Regions from separate parts of the Danio rerio genome. Here region 1 is linked to region 2. The links are chromatin contacts, called in public HiChIP or PLAC-seq maps. All regions are on one chromosome and are shown on one strand. Each heading gives the region's core, a stretch centred on a gene start, on an enhancer-like site or on the middle of the called end of the contact. The rest is flanking DNA. Distances are from core to core; before and after follow the strand shown. Region 1 holds the start of higd1a (HIG1 hypoxia inducible domain family, member 1A). Region 2 holds the start of slc22a23 (solute carrier family 22 member 23).

Evidence for each region. HiChIP or PLAC-seq counts read pairs in DNA pulled down with a chosen protein or histone mark.
Region 1: an H3K4me3 HiChIP or PLAC-seq map of embryo shows a contact between it and region 2, with 2.6 times the contacts expected there. The contact joins the promoter of higd1a here to the promoter of slc22a23 in region 2. A contact is called at or near these places in 2 of 4 datasets of contacts at active chromatin or transcription factors (embryo and gastrula embryo).

Annotation. Positions count from the first base shown.
Region 1 is chr2:2,320,118-2,322,867 of GRCz12tu, forward strand. higd1a (HIG1 hypoxia inducible domain family, member 1A) reads left to right here and starts at 1,328. Exons shown (of 4, transcript NM_200100.2): 1 at 1,328-1,429; 2 at 2,118-2,198. The coding sequence starts at 2,123.
Region 2 is chr2:2,246,288-2,248,987 of GRCz12tu, forward strand. It overlaps slc22a23 (solute carrier family 22 member 23), which reads right to left and starts at 1,287. Exons shown (of 10, transcript NM_001351708.1): 1 at 401-1,287. The coding sequence starts at 802. LOC141377659 (a long non-coding RNA gene) reads left to right here. Exons shown (of 3, transcript XR_012390145.1): 3 at 1-1,252.

The DNA.
Region 1 (2,750 bases), core at 78-2,577, 74 kb after region 2:
TTGGATGTCACAGTGGAGCAGTGAGTAGCACGATCACCTCACAGCAAAAAGGTTGCTGGTTTGAGCCTCGGCATTTCTGTGTGGAGTTTGCATGTTCTCCCGTTTTGGCATGGGTTTCCTCCGGGTGCTCCGGTTTCCACTACAAGTCCAAACACATGCGCTATAGGCGAATTGAATAAGCTAAAATTATCCGTAGTGTATGTGTGTGAATGGGAGTGCATGGATGTTTTCGTTTGCAGCTGGAAGAGTGTGAAAACAAATGCTGGATAAGTTGGCGGTTCATTCTGCTGTGGCGACCCCTGATTAATAAAGCGACTAAGCCGAAAATAAAATAAATATATATTGTTAAACTTGGTGTATTAAGCGAACAGAGCTTATATAGAGTCACAGTGACTCAGCTCAACATTGTAAGCCATCTATCGAGTCATATAAGTATTACAGTTGATCCAGAGCACCGAATGTTCATTTAAATACATGTTTGAGTTCAGACAACACACATTTAAAGGCTACAGATTCCAGCCTATTTATGTATTCAACCGCATTAAGAAGCAGAACTAGAAATATACTCCAAATTAAATAATGATCGGTGATTATATTTCGACTGTAAAAGTAGTGGAAAGTGTTATTTTTATTTATTTATTCATGTTTTACATTGTTTAGGCAAAGACATAAGATGCATTGTGACTTTTAAGTACGTCATCAATTCGTGTTTCCTTTGATTTTATTTAAATTAGCGCATTAATATGCAAAATAGAATTGATGCAGAAGGCTTCAGCAAACACAGTTTATCTGACGTCAATTACGAACTGCAGATTTCAGATACACTGCTGTAAAATGTTTATTTATTACAAGATTTAGACACTGAGTGACAGTCATATGCATAAATAGACTACATGAGTACCGCAGTTTAATGTAAACGCGTTTAATTAATCAAAATAAACATAAATAAATACAGTACGAAGACGCCCTTTCCTGTTTATGACAATTAAATGTGAATTACAGTCTGTCTTTGATGAGTACTGACCTCGGCTGCACTCATAAGGTCACACCCCTCACATGCGGGGAAAAAAATTCCTTTGAAACTCCTTCAAAAGGCGGATTTCTTCAAAATAAAGGTATAACATTTAAATTATGATTTTAGAAATGTGTGTGAATAATTACTTTGAATTTTTTACAGCTGATTTAAAGTACAAAAATAATTGGGATTAAAGGGGATGGATATTTCCAAATGTGTGATCTCCCAGCTGCGCTGGAAAGTCGCCTTGTTGTAGACTTTTATTTTGTCGCGCGCATTGCCTGACAGTTGCGTCACTTTGACGTAAGCTATGTTACATCACAGTGTTCCCGGCACGCCGACAGTCACACGCAGCAGTTGAACCGGCGAAAAGAGAGCAGCTTTTCTTCTCTACAGTGGGAAATACTTATATAGGTATGTCTTACATCTTATTATAACATCTAAATATTTAGCCTCATATATTTAAAGCTTAGATTATCCAAGATAATCTTATATAAGGCATAACGAGAGTGATTTTTGTGTGTTTTTGGAGACTTGTGAGGAGGAAATGGCTCCACTTACATCGAATTTGATAGTCAAATTTAAATTAAAAGATTATTTTCTTGTATGTTTGCTAGTTTTATTACACATATACGCTGTTGTTTTAATTTAAACCGTGTAAAATCTATATTTTAAAACGGCCTGAACGCATCGCTTGACCTTCATATATGACATGAGTATCAGTTTTGAACTCGGTTATTCAGATAAACTGATTGATTTTCGTTATCCACTCTTATTTATGATTAACCGTTTCTTGATACCGCTCACAAATAGCCTAACATCACATTTTTAAAATAATTTCCTCCTTAATTAATTAATTTAATTTAATTTTTTATTGTTCAGCACAGTTTAATATAGTTAGCATCAATGTGAATTGTGTTTGACTTATTTATTGGCCGGTTTGTTTAACTATATTATATTTGGCTTAATACAAGTGGAAACCTGGCAGCGGCACAAAATAAGCATAATAAAAAATTCCAAATTAAAAATTTCTGCAGAGAATTACACTATGACCTTTAATAATTTCTAATCGTTGTTTTCCCCCTATAATTTTTCATTTTAGCCAAGATGAGCGACATTGGATACGAAGACAATGAGTCCAAGTTGATGAGAAAAATCAAGCAGAATCCATTCGTCCCTGCAGGTAAACTGTTGTGAATTATTAATATTAGATATGAAATTGGTCATGTTTTTATTTTCGGTTCATGGGGTTTCTATTTGTTAAGTTTTTTTATTAAAAGTTTTCAGTATTTCAATGTTTGAGAAGATAAATTGTCAACGTGTGTAACGGATGTATTAATATTCAGATAAAACAACAATCTCATTCTGTGCTTTTGAATGTCTCTCAAATAATAAATGATCATCCTAAATTTGATCATATTCTAAGCGATTTTTAGGCAAGCCTAGTGGTTTAAAGGTTAATGGCAACGTATAGAGAGTAAAACTGGCAGTGAATTAGTGTTTGTGGCTGTACTGTGATCCATACATTTTCTTTTATCATGAAATCAAATGATTCTTGTTCTAGATATGAACTACTGTTACTCAGAATTACATTTTAGTGGGAGTCTTACTGTAAATCATGTTTAAAGATGAATGTTAGTCATTTTTTGGCTCAGGAATGAATAAGAGGCTGAATTTTACTGTACGGAGAAGTTTTATTGCACGTTTTTTGATAGTTGAAGGCAAAATAATTAAC
Region 2 (2,700 bases), core at 37-2,536:
TGAACATTCACTCATTATTTATTGAAATAGTGAGTGAACAGACAGAATTTTCATGTTTAATATCCTTTTAAAGGGAAAGTTAATCCAAAATTGAGATTTGTCATCATTCATTCAGCCTCAAGTTTTTTGTTGTTGTTGTTGTGTTGAACATAGAGAAAATGAAGATATATTGTTGGAAACCGGTAACCATTGACTTCAATAATATGTGCTTATATAGATGTCAATGGTGTCCAACATTGTTCAGAATATCTTCATTTGAGTTCAGCAGAACAACAGCTCAAGATAGTGACAGAATTTGATGACAGTATTTTCATGTCTGTGTGAACTACCCCTTCAAGTTGGTTCCTTTTAAATTAGCCTATGCCACCTAACATTGTAGCTCAGGGATGACTCCACTTACCTTGGTGACAATATTTTGCTCTAATCCGTTTTGCAGTTTATAGCTGGACGGCGTGCAGTTGCATTGCGATGCCGCCTCGGTATTTACACCGGTAAACACGGTGCTAACGGCGGTCGGAGCAACAGTCAGGAGCTGGCTGCTGTTATTATGCGGCTCAGGACACGGATTAGTCAGGAGAAAATTGTCAGAAAACTGGCTGAAGCCTATAAAAATGGCCGGGATCCACGTTAAAACGATCAGCTGTTTCTGATACTTCCCAAATCCACCCACACTCGGTAAAACGCCGCCGTCAGTCTGCGAGAGCAGCCCCGGAGATTTACTAGTTTCGGGGGTCACAAATCCGTTCTCCGGTGCGTGGGACTCGGTGTCCAGCTGAGAAACGGCCATCACCGTCTCGCACATGCTGCAGTCCGGTCCCGGTGATGCGTCACACCGAATAAACGTGATTTTCTCCTCTCCAAAAGCGCGCTTGACATCCAGTGCTCAGGGAGTGGTTTTTTTTTGCGTGTCTTCACGCGTTTGCAAAGCGTCACGAACTGCTCGCGATCAATCAATAGACTAAAAGTCGAAGGCGTCAGTAGCCGCAAATAAATAGGTAATCATATTAAAAACGCATTCAGGAAATGCAGTTCATTTTAATGGGCATGTTGGAGATCCAGCAGTATGCAGCCACAGGTAACACACCTGTCCCGGTGCACGCAGACCCGCCGCCACCGCCGTCGCCTGACGTCATCACCATGATCCACTCGGTGAGCGCAGGAATCTCCCGTTCTCCCACAAATTACCGAGTTACTTCAGCTTGGAGATCTCCGGGGATCACAATGACCGAACAAACACACACACACACACACATACAAAGGCTACACACACACACACACATTCGCTGAGGGCGGAACTTCGACAGCACCGCATTCATTGGATGGCATTGATTCCTGTCAGTGCTCTACTAACGCTAATATGCTTCTCTAACAAATCGTGCTAAACAAAAAAAGTGTTATATATTTAAGAATTAAATGCTGCTTGTTGTTGTTTATTTGGTTGTTTAATGTATTAATGACTGTTCTGTGTTTATTTAGCAGTGTCTGCTGCTCTCTACCGGATCAACCCGGCAGCAGGTGTATGCAAATGGCAAGTGGAGTGTCAAAAATATCAGTATTTATTTAGCCTCAATGTTAGCTACCAGGGCCGAACTGGGACTAAAAATCAGCCCTGGCACTGTAGCCACACCAGCCCACATTATCACACCGACACAGCCCCACCCAAGGACACGCACATTCACTACTTATATTGGTGTACAGATGGTAAAATGATATAAGCGGTACCTATTTAAGAGATATTTAAACATTTGATGTGTGTGACTGGAACAAAAACAACCCATTTATATATGCAATCATGTCATTCATTTTCTTTTCGGCTTAATCCCTTTATTAATCTGGGAATCGCCAACTTATCCAGCATATGTTTTACACAGTGGATGCCCTCAAAGCTGCAACCCATTACTGGGTTACCCAATTCCCAATTGGCCTACCCAATTCACCTACAGCATGTGTTTGGACTTGAATCAGAAGGAAACCCACGCGAACATGCAAACTCCACACAGAAACACCAACTGACCCAGATGAGGCTCAAACCAGCGACTTACTTGCTGTGAGGCGACAGCATTAACCACTGCGCCACTGCACTGCCCCCTTTCGGGACTAGTTCAGTAAATTTTATGTATTTAGCATTGTCTGACTTGACTGCTTTTCCCTTTTTATGGTCCATCTCTGTCAATTAGCTTGTGTTGCACTTACTGTTTGTTTGACATTCTTGCCAGATTTTGATTACGTCTGCGTAACCTCAGATTGGGTCGGCCCATCTCGAAACCAGCCGGTTGTTGCCGATTGGGCCAATGCTTAACATTGACTATTATTCTTACTATTATCACCATCATCATCATCATAATATTCACATCTCGCAAGAGATAAAAGCTGCCTACATTTAAAAAACAATACATATGAAAAAAATAAAATAAAATAAAAATAACTGACCGGCCCACATTTAAAAAATGGTCCGGCCCTTCTGGCATTTGCCAGATGGCCAGTCCGCCCCTGTTAGCTACTCTGTATCTTCACATAGAACGCTTTATACTGTTCCCACATTAAATAATACTATAGTAATTAATAGTAAATACTATAGTTTTTAAACAGTAAAAGCTTGTAATGAATGCTAAATCATACTGTAGCATTAACTATAGCAAACTGATGCATAATAAACACTGTAGCTTATTTTTGCTTTAGCTAAACTGTGGTGTAGTGGCT